2 separate regions of the Gossypium hirsutum genome follow, and region 1 is linked to region 2. A link is a contact called in public Hi-C data. All regions are on one chromosome and are shown on one strand. Each heading gives the region's core, a stretch centred on a gene start, on an enhancer-like site or on the middle of the called end of the contact. The rest is flanking DNA. Distances are from core to core; before and after follow the strand shown.

The links. Hi-C and Micro-C count contacts between places; a contact is called where the count stands out from the background.
Region 1: a contact with region 2 is called in a Hi-C map of leaf, with 1.5 times the contacts expected there. The contact joins two enhancer-like sites. A contact is called at or near these places in 20 of 34 Hi-C or Micro-C datasets (anther, callus, cotyledon and 6 more).

Annotation. Positions count from the first base shown.
Region 1 is chrD01:11,004,646-11,010,679 of Gossypium_hirsutum_v2.1, forward strand. It overlaps the pseudogene LOC107922514. Among protein-coding and RNA genes, the nearest start is that of LOC107921139, 7.9 kb to the right of the region's middle. Within about 2 kb of position 3,481, at least 9 of the 9 cell types and tissues checked have an H3K27ac peak or open chromatin away from gene starts, as enhancers often do. A contact at or near this core is called in hypocotyl and leaf, where this site is marked.
Region 2 is chrD01:10,972,511-10,978,238 of Gossypium_hirsutum_v2.1, forward strand. No RefSeq gene overlaps it. Among protein-coding and RNA genes, the nearest start is that of LOC107921869, 9.9 kb to the left of the region's middle. Within about 2 kb of position 1,466, at least 3 of the 9 cell types and tissues checked have an H3K27ac peak or open chromatin away from gene starts, as enhancers often do. A contact at or near this core is called in hypocotyl and leaf, where this site is marked.

The DNA.
Region 1 (6,034 bases), core at 2,231-4,730, 34 kb after region 2:
CATTAAAGTTTCCATGTGTTGGGCCAAACAATCTTCTTTGGCTCCTAGAGATGTTTTGATTGATAACACAATTCTACCTCATGAGGAGCTTTTACCCAGGGATTAGACCTTTCTTAATACCGATGGTGCTGTTCAAGTAACATCAGGAAGAGCAGCTGCTGGAGGAGTGGTATGAGATGGTACTGGTGATTGGGTGATTGGTTATAACAGATTCCTAAGGAATTGTTTGATATTTGATGCAGAACTTTGGGGCATTCTGGATGGCTTAAAACTCATCCAACGTAAAGGTCATAGCAATGTGGTTATTCACTCAGATAGCTTGGAGGTAGTCAAAGCTTTTCATGGCAATGTTTCGAAGATTTCAAACTCTGCTCTGATTAGAAGAATACACCGTATTTTGTCCCAAGAAAGTCATTGGACTTTAAGATATATCCCTAGGGAGGAGAATCAATGTGTTGACTATCTTGCCAAATTGGCCTTTGAAAGGAAGGAGGATTTACAACTGGTTGAGCCGTGTTAGATTTCCTTAAATCAGATTAAGAGAGAAATTTTTGTATATCTCGAATATTTCATGTAATTTAATTTTGTTATGTTTCTTTTCAAAAAAAAAAATTGATTACAAAAATTAAGGTAAAGAATTATGGGAAATAAATCACAACAATTAAGGGATAATTTATATAAAATAGAGTCAGTATTCAAAGCCCACCCTTCTTCCGTTCATTTTATGCATCCATGAAGGTCTATAAATAGGATTCATGTAAAGATGATGAAACAGAATAAAGAATTATAAATCAAAGATGTAAAAGATAGTGTATAATGATCATATTAAAATTAATGAAAAAATGTTGAAAAGCTTAAAATGAACAACAAAAGATTTATCAAAAAAATTCAATTGATTGGTGTAATTCATAGGTTGAATAATATACAATATTTTAGTTTATATTATTTGAGAAAATGTACAAAATTTTTTAAAAATAAAATTAATACGCATAATTAATCCACGCATCCCACAGGATAAAACACCTTACAAAGCTCCATAAAATAAAAGACTAGAACAAAATCTGTCACATAGACAAATATTTTTTCTTCGATAAGGAGAAAAAAAATTCTGCACACCTAAAATTTTAAGGTTGATCCATGAGGGGCAAAAAAAAAAAAGAAAGTGTTTTGCTATTATATTTTAATTAGAAAGGCAATAAAAAATATTTTAAAAAAATAAAGTAAAAATTAATTTTTAAATTTAATAATTTTTCTCAATTTAATATTTATATTTTTTTATATTAACTTGTAATCTTTAATTCTGTAAAATAATATAATTTTTAAACATCGTTGCATGAGATTCTCTTAAAATGTCATGTAATCACATAATTTTTAAATATAAAATATTTAAAAATTGAAAATGTTTATAAAATATATTTATAGAAAATTATAAAGATTCTAGAAAGTAGTTTAAAAAATAGTTAAAAGATTTACATTATTCTCAAAAAAATGGGCATTCAAGTTGTTTCATACCTAAACATTTTTTGTCCAAGTTCATTAAGAACATGATTTAAAAAAAAATATTTTTATAATTTCAAAATAAGTTCTCAAAATTTTTAATTTTTATTTTATTTTTATGGGATAAATCTGGAGGTACAAATGTTCTAAACATGTATATTAAAATTTTAAAGTTTTTATTTTCTAATTTCTTTAATAAGTATTTAGAATTTCCTTATAAAATTCGTATATATAATGATAAAGTGAAATTGAATTTGAAGGAAAAGAAAGATGAATAGGTAAAGAAGGTATTAGAGTTGATGAGCAACTCTCCTTAATTAAAACCTATAGTAATTAAGACTTGGGTTGGTTGCTCTTTTACACAAAATCCACATAAAGATTAAAATCCCGTTTTTACCCCCACCTTAACTATAAATCTAGTCATAGGATCCCTTGTGCTTAAGGACATAAACAACATCCTAAATTATATTCCCTTATACTTAAATTTCAACTTTGACCAACACTGTTGATACGATGTTTGCGTATTTTCTAAATTTTTATTTATATTTTAAAAAGCATATTTTCTCACGTAATGCAATACATAGCAACTTTAATTAGGAAACAAAAGGAAAGTCTTCTCAAATGAAGCTTGGACTATAATAAACCAAAAATAAAATCATTTAAAATTTAGCTAAGATGTTGAAATGGGGCAGGTGAGCCATGATGGACGGTAGTTATACCGATAACTATAGGGTTTCACAAATAAATATCAAGGATTTTAGCCAAGACATGAATAAAGATTTTAAGTCTTGATTCGATTTTATATTGTAATTGTTCAGATATATTTTTATAATTACATTTATATTTATAGATTCTAAAATAGGTTAATAAATCAATTATTATCTCAAAACATTAGAAAAATACATCTAGTTACATAAAATTTATTATTTATTATTGTTCTTGTAAGAGATTGGGCATTGTAGGGGTTTACCAAGCATTAACTGTTTTTATATCGAAAATTAAGAAAAATAATATATGGTTTTTGAATTGGGTTGAGAAAGGGATCAAAATCAAAGTTTAAAATAAGTTGCGCTTTGATGAATCTTTCGACGTGTTTTGGAATTTTTTGTCATTGGAGGTCTTAGGTAAAAAAATAAAATATATGAATAAGTTTTTTTAAAAAAGATTAATATTTAACATTTTTTTTAATTTGTAGTTAAAAATTACTATGTGGATAGTTACAAACATTAAATTAAATAAACAACTCATATTATTACACATACGAAATTACAAGATGAAAAATTAAAATTAAAATTCAATGAAGATTATTAATTTAATATTGAGGATTAGAAGTTGTGCACAATGTTGAAGAATAATTATGGCAGGTCATTCAGAAAAGCAACATATTGGACTCAATATTTCCAATTCCATCATCACATTCATAATTTTATATAATGCCTTTTTGGTCCCCTTGAATCCACATTTCAACGTTACCTTGCTTTTATCCTTCTCCCTTTTCTTGATATTTTAGGGTGAGTTTAAATGGGCAGTATCTTTAATCACAATTGGTGTTAAAAAAACAATGAACCAAAGAAATTATAAAATAAAGAATGGAGTAGGATAAAAGGAAATGCAGAGAAATTGGCGGGAAAAAGCTGCAAAATGGGTGGAAGGAGGAGATGAAATCAAAACCTTCTCTTAACCCAAGATTTTTAGTTCCTCTTTTTTAAAGAATAAGTGGCCCTCATTTGAAAACTCCTATGCCACGCAATGGTACCAAAGTTGGTCAAAAGACTCAAAACTCGATAAAACCCTTGGGGTGCCATGGAAAAAAAGAAAGATGGATTACTGACAAAATTAATTAAAAAAGACCAAGGGCTTCTATGTCATTTCATTTATCACATTAAAAGAAAAAAGAAGCGAGTCGGTATGTGGGGGCAAGACAATCGAGAAAAAGGAGGAAAACCCATTTTAGCCATAAAATATTCACTCTATTCCCAAAAAAAAGAAAATTAATAATATCATAATTTTGTTTGGTTGTGTGTAGAAGAGAAGGGCCTCTCTTCTGGTGCCATCCAGTTCTTAGCCCACCAATCTTCTTCTTCCTCCTCCTCCCTTGTTTCCCTTTCCTGCCCATTTCCATCTTCCTTCTTTCCTTCCTCTTTCCTTTGTCTTCTTGCTTTATCTTCCCTTTATCTTCAATCTTTTCTGTTCTGTTTTTTTCTTAGATTCATAGGTAAGTTCGTTTTGGTTGGCTTGATTATTTCCTCACTTCCCTTCTTTTTTGGTTCATCGTGATCTTTTCATCAACCCCTTTTGATTGTTATATAGATTGTTACTATTCTTTTAATCTTTTAAATATTTTTTTTCCATGAGGAGAGGGAGAGGTGCCGCAGCTGCAAACGCCGTAGCTAGGAGACCGGCACTGCAACCCAGCGGATCTATTAAAGAGCCGAGATACAGAGGTGTTAGAAAAAGGCCATGGGGCAGATTCGCGGCCGAGATTCGAGACCCTTGGAAGAAGACCAGGGTCTGGTTAGGGACGTTCGACTCGGCCGAAGAAGCCGCTCGAGCCTACGATACGGCGGCGAGGACGCTCCGTGGACCCAAAGCTAAAACAAATTTCCCCATAAATTCTTCAAATATCCCGGCTTTTCCTTTCGAAACCAATCATCACCACAACGAAGGGTTCATCGACCAACGCCGGTTATATCCGATGGGCGAATTTCATGACCCCGAAGTGAATCCACAGAGACCCACGAGGAGTAGCATGAGTAGCACGGTGGAGTCGTTTAGTGGACCCAGACCGGCCCAACCACCGCAAAAGTCGGCGGACTTCGCGGTGGTTTCGACTAGGAAGTACTATCCGAGGCCGCCGCCAGTAGAGCCAGAGGATTGTCATAGTGACTGTGATTCATCATCGTCGGTGGTTGATGATGGGGATATCGCGTTGTCTTCTTGTCGGAAAACTTTGCCTTTCGATCTCAATTTTCCACCCTTGGATGAAGATGGAAGATCTCCAGTGTACTGCTTTATGTCTTTGATCGCGATGCCGGTGATGAATGATGATGATCGATTATTGGATCTCTTTTTCTTTTTTAAAAAATGTTAGCTTTTTTTAAGCGGAAAAAAAATATGAGACATGGTTAAGATGAAATGGTCTTAATCTCCCTATGCGTATGAAATTGAATCCCTTTGATTTTTATCAAATGATGATATCTTTGTTGCTAGAAATATGATGATGATTTAGGGTTTGTGGTGTTACGGATCTTTCTTTGTATAATATCCCTCACAAATGGATTAAAACCATCCATTTACTGCTTTTTTTTTTTTGCTTTCTTTTGTTTGTTATTTTAGAAAGAAAAAAGTAAAAATATGAAACAAGGATCAAAATGAACAAATGGGTCTTCATTGTATCATTCAATGATAATGATGATGCTATTATCAGATCTAGATTTAGGGTTCTTGACATCTTGCTTTTGTTCTTCAAATTTGTCTCATTTTCTTGGGTTGAATCTTCATTCAAAACATATATGTGCTTTGTTTTTGTTAGCTCTGATTTTGTATTTTGTGTTTTTCTTTTTCAACATTACAATGTATTAATTTTTAATTAAAAGAACTGGGTAGATTTTGGAAGTCTTGCATCTTTGATGTATGGGTAAAATAATAAATGTGGTAGATGCATAGAATTTAAGCAATAAATTCGGTGACAATAGAGGATTTTTCATGCCGTAGCTGTGAATCAATTTAATGTACCAATTTAAAAAACTTTCTTCATATCATTTTTGCTTCCAATAAAAGTAAAAGAAGAAGAATGATGATTGCATTGCATTGTTGATTGTTTTGAATCAACATTGGTTTAAATCGGAAGGCACCTTGAAATTTGATCTAACTTGATGGAAATTTCCAATTGCACTGTTGGTGGTTTGTTTGTTTATGGACTTGTTTTCCTTTATTTTCTTCTGGGTTTTGACTGAAAATGACCTAAAATTCAGGATTGAGATGTTTCAAGGATACTTCAGCTCATATGGCATATGCCTTGCATTTTTTGCTTTTCTAATTTCACCTTTCTTTGGTGCTTCATTCATGCATTCATTCATTTGTCCTTTTCTTTCCTTTTCTGATGTGGTGTTCCTTGTTTATGGTTTTGAGCATAAAATGTTCTGATTAATCTAATAACATTATGTAAAATCATATAAAAAAAATTAAACAAAGAGCTAAAGAGCTGAAAAAGTTGATGTTGGAGATAGGGAACCAATCATATGCATCTTTGCAGCTGTTGCCAATGCCATCCAGTGAGCTGATGAGATGGTTTTCTGCTATATTTATATATATATATTTTTTAATTCACAAACTTATCAGATTTTTGTGATTGAGGTCTAAATGGGGTGTACCAAATTTTGGGTCATAATTATTATGATATGCAAACAAAATGGTTCCAAATTCCAATTGAAGAAAGCCTGGTGAAGTTGGTATATATATTATTTTCCAGTAAGATAAAGAGAGAACAAATTCAGTTAAGAAGATGAGGAGAAATAGGGCACATTAATGGTCCCAA
Region 2 (5,728 bases), core at 216-2,715:
TTTTTAGATATATATCTATATTAAAAAATCATAATTCTTACATATATATATATATACGTGTATGATAAAATTTCTACGGGTTGATATCCTAAACAATCTCTCATCTTCTTAGTTATTTCTTAAAATCGGCAAAAATAAAAACTAAAGAAAATAGTTCTAATACCTTTAAAACTGTAAAAGCTTGTCCTCGATAATACAATTGAATTTGAAAATCATTCAAAGCATGCATATGGAAGTCGTAGAAAATTTATTTTGCAATTAATTTTAAAAAAAATTGATGGCCTAAAATAACAAAAAAAAGAGACAACTTTTGAATTTCATCATATTTTTCTTAATTAAAATTTACACTTCATTTCTATTAGATATACCTTATTTTTAAATTTATATTTAAACATATTTTTAACTTTAAATTGTCGTATAAATAATTATTTTACACACAACCTATAATATTTTTTAAAAATATTTCCAAATTTTTATATATTTAACCTTTAAATTATTTTAACTATATTTATGGGGACAAGTTACACCTTATTTATAAAATCTAAACAATCTACCAATTGGTACATTTTTCTTTTAAGCACCAATTGTATGGAATAATTTTCTTTTTATCGTATTTTGTTGGAAAGAAGAATTTACATGAAGATTAAGAGTTAAATATTAAAGTTATACTGAAAATTTTATTTCTTAATGTTTAATTTTTTATTAAAGTGGTTTATTTTAATTAAGTTTAATTCTTAACTTTTTGAAAAGAGTGAAACTTAATTATTAATTTTTTTAAAAAAGTTAAATCATTATCATTTTAATGAAAAATTAATTAAAATGTTAAGTTTTTAAACATAGTAATTTACATGATAATTAATATTATTAACTTTTTTAATTTTAATAAATTATTTGAATAACTTTTTTATTTTAAGAATATAATTTTTAAATTATTTACTAATATGAAATATATAATAAATGATGTCGTGTCAGCATAAAATACGTGTAGATTAACGGATTATCACCCTAATATTATTAATAATTTAATATTTTAATTAACATTTTCGGTTAAAAAATAATTTTGCTTTTTCAAAAAATTTAGAATTAAGTTGAACTAAAAAACGAAGCTAAATTATTAAAAATTGCGATAATATTAAATAAGAAAGGTTTAATTAAAGAAAATAAAATATTTTTGAATAATAAATCATTAGTAAAAAAGACTGAAATGATGATGACATGGCACGGGATTACTGGTCAACTGGTAAGCTTAACCTGACTCTTGCGTCTTACCCACATAAATTTGGGACCCACTCCCCCCCGCCCGGCCTTTGCTTCCACAATTCCAAGAAAAGTTATTTTATATATAATAATTGAATTATTTCATTTATTTAAAATAAAAAACAAAATAGAACAGAACAGCACAGCACAGCACAGCACAGCGAGGGCAAAACGGGGTTTTAATGTTCTCATTGAAAAGGCCAAAGAGGGAAGCAGGAAAACTGTCCAATCAAAATATTAAAAAATAATTGTATACACGTGTTAGCTTGCCATGGTTTGACGCCGCCTAAAAGGGAAACACAGCTGTCGGTTAGCGTGCTCTCGAGTCACGAGACGGGTCAGAAGGACAGCCCTATATCCTGTATTCTTGTCTGTCCTATCAACCGGCTACTACTCACCGGGTAACCGCTTGCTGTCGGTTTACCTTATGAGAAAATTTTGAAAAAATAATTACGGCACACGCCTGAAAACTATAGTTCAAATTGTAAATTAACCCTTAAATTCTAAAAAATCTTAGTTAAATCTTTAAAGTATCAATAGCATAATCATCATGTCCTTCAATCAATCTAACAGCTAACTTAGGCGTTAAATGTTAGTTAACCACACTTAATTGTTTTCAATTAAAACTACCATATACCACAAGTGTGACATGTGATAAAAAATGATAAAAATAAAAAATAAATAAAAGTTATAAAAATTATTAATATTAAGTAAAAAACATAAAAATTATTTTTTATTAAAAATTAGAAAAAATAAATTATAAAAATCGTAAAAAAATTATAAAAAATTTTAAGATTTTATAAAATGAATAGACATATATTTAAAAAATTATAAACTTTTATACAATGGTAAGAAAATTATAAAAAATATAAAATTTGTAAAAAAATTATAAAAATTATCGTACTAAAAGAAGCATTTTATAATTTTCTATAAATTTTATTGATTTTTATTTTTATCTTTTTCACCACATGTCATGCTGTGTTGCAACTGGAAAAAGACTGGGGTCGTTAACTTTAACAGTCAACGATTAAAATTAATGGTTAAAGGGTTTTTTTATACATTTTATATTTTTTTATGATTTTTATAAAATTTTACAATTTTTATAATTTTTCTAATTTTAAAAAAATTTTAATATACTTTATATTTTTTATTTTTTATTTTTTGCCACATGTCACATCGTGGTTCTGACACGGGGTGACTTTAACTGGAAAAAATTAATGGCAGTTAACTTTAACGGTCAACTGTTAAAGTTAACAGTCAAAAGACCTTTTTGATGCATTTTGACAAATCAAATACCTAATTAAGTGCAAAAAAATGAGCTTAATTGCTTTTTTTTGAATTTTAAGGGCTTTTTTTTATACATTTTGAAAGTTTAAGTACCCAATTGAGTGAAAAAAAAGGGGCTTAATTTTTTTTTAATTTGAGAGCATTTTTGATACATTTTGAAAATTCAATTACCCAATTGAGTGCAAAAATAAAAGCAATGGCTTAATTACTTTTTTAGAAAAAAAATTAAGAGCTTCTTACATCCTTAAACCTATTTTATTTTTCCTTCCTTTTTCCTTTGGAGATGCGACTTTTAATAGGTGAACATGACAATCAGCTGACGTGGTTGAGTAAGTAGGCTTCACAATCACTCATCATCATATCATCATCATTATCATTATTATTATTATTATCTCGCAAATAAGTTGAGATTTGGCTCACACAAGTAATTGCAATCGGATTAGATGGGATTGGGCCATTATGGACTCAAATTTTATATTGGATTCAATTTTGAGTTCGGATTTATTTTATAAATGATATATTTATATATCTATATAAAAAATAAATATTTATATTTCAATATAAATTATTAATTTATCATATTTTAAGTATTGTAAATTAATATTTTTAATTATACTTTTTTACTGAAAACTATATTTGTTAGTTATTCACATAAAAATGATATAAAATTAAATTTCTATTCAAAATCATTTGAGTTAAATAATTTTATAATAAATATATGATATTGTAAGTTAATTATATTGATTTTGAAAATAATTGTTTAGGTAACCCTGATTCTCAAATAATATTTTGCAATGTATATTATTATTCACTATCAAATAAGGAACTTTACCAAATGAAATTGGTTTATATGTGTATCTATATAATGGAAAAAGTTTTGTTGGAATATAATAAGAACGAGCACGTGAGTAATGAGCACATTTGATTGAACTGTTGCTCAAATTATTGGTATGTTAAAGTTGATAAGTTGTTATAGGGGTTGATAGTAGTTGCATAATTGCTCATCTATCAATGTATATATTCTAATGTAAATCATGACCTTATTTTATGGGAATTGAGTTTTCTCTCAATATTTTCTCTTCACTCTTATACATCTCTCTGTTATTATTTATCTATTCTAGTTCTTTAGTTTTTTTAGTTTTCTTACATGGTATTAGAGCCACTGATCCATGGTCATTCGTTGAAATTTCTTGTAACAGCCAATTTTGGTGAGTAACCCGAAAGTAGTTTGAGTGGAGAAGTCCTATCCACCCAATTGATGCTTTTGGTGTATAGGTCGGGCACATGGTTGACGTTAGAGTATTATGCAAAGACTGTTCTTTGAATGTGTTGAGTTGTAAAGAAGAAGAGACTGGTTAGAAGGATTTTTGGGTGAATTGGGTTATCGCCAAAGGTATTGTACGCCCAATTTATTAGGTTATCATGTAACATCCCGCCCGACGAAGTTCAAATGTACGAATACTATTTATGAAAGTAAGGCATATAAACGTTTCAGTCCTGGCGGACACAAGACTTGGCGTGCAGTCTTATAGGAGTATAATTGGCAGAGTGGCATTTGCCTAAATACATTTTGGCGCATGGTGTGGGTAAACCCCAAAATGAGTACAAGAGAATAAAAGTTTCCATGTTAGGCTACTAAGGTTAAAGGAATGGGAATTGTGGCTAAGTAAGATGAATTCTTTTTAATATGTGTCACACTAATGGTATAGTGACCCCGTAACTGTGGTCCCCTACCAGTTAAGTTATAAGGAAGTTTGGTTAGGAATTAACTGAACATGAACTAGGATAGTCGAAAGATAAGGGGAAATACTCAATTAGGTTTTTTGGAAGTAGTAGACTTTGATAAGACAGTTCAATAGTGCTGTGACATTTTTCAAGTTCCAATGAAAACTTAGATTATATTAATAAGTCTTCAAGTTTGAATAAAGAGAGTTCTCTTTTTCTCTCTTAAAAAAACTATTTAGATCAAAAGTTAAAAGGAACGACAATATTTCTTTAAGTTGGATCTAAGACCCTAGATTTTATCGGTGATTTCTCTGTGCCAAGGTAAGTCCTATTGCTCTATAAAAGTAGACCTGTATGAGTGCAAGAAGAAATAAGGCTCTGTTAGAGAATTATTTGGGTAAGATGATTGTAAAGGTTATTTGGATGAGTGTTAATGGAAAATCTTATGTTTTTACAAGGCTGTGGTCGCTACAGTTCTAAAAAGACCTTAGGCCTGGAGCCCAAGGTGCTAAACATCTTTACCAAGTGAGTCATTAGGCTGACTCTTGCATGCAGTATGTATGTTCTAGAAAAATCTATGTTAAGTGACCAAATAGTGAAAATGAAAGGTTCATGATCATGCATGTATGAAATGTATGAAGTTTGATGGTCTAAGTATGAGGCATGAGTCTGAATGGTTATGGTGTGCATATGAGTCTGAAAGCATGAATATGTGACATCTCGAAAATCGGGTTAGATAAAATTGGCTTAGTGATACCAAGAGTGGTCACGCCTTGATCTTGAGTTATTATTGTGAAATTTTTCAAAAGTGAAGTGATCTGGTTCAGTAGTTAAGTGTAATGTGTGTGGGTGAGAGGTCTTGTGTTCAAATCACTTTTTTTTTAATTTTTAGTAATTTTTTGTAACCCTTATCCTTGACCATCTGGCATAAATAATATTTTCACTTAATTGATGACAAGAATGAGTTTGCGGGTTTAGTGGTAAGGAGTAAGCTTACTCTTTAATCCTGTGTTTGAATTCTCATGTGTGCAAAGTGGAAATTATGTTTTGTTTTAAATTTTGAAGGAAAATATGTTTGGATAAGGATTAGATAGTGGAGTTTTGGGTTGTTTAAATTTGTTTAAATTTTTCATTTTATTTTATTCTTTTAAAAAATAATATTAATATAATAAAAAATTAATTATTTTCCCTAAATTTTCCCCGCTCACGTTCCCACTTTCTTTGTCTTTATTCTCTTTTTTTCATTTCTTTTTCTTTATTCTTTTTTTATTTTTTTTCTTTCTTTTTTCTGTTTAGATTTGTTTTGGTTTTCAAAATGTCTTTTGCAAATTTGTTTATCTTCTCAAAGATAGCTATCATGCAAAGCCTTTCTTTGTATTTCCTTCTCTTTTTGATCGAAATGTAGTGCTTTTAAGGTGTAGGATAAGGTTCTAGTTTCTTTTAAATAATGTTTATTTCG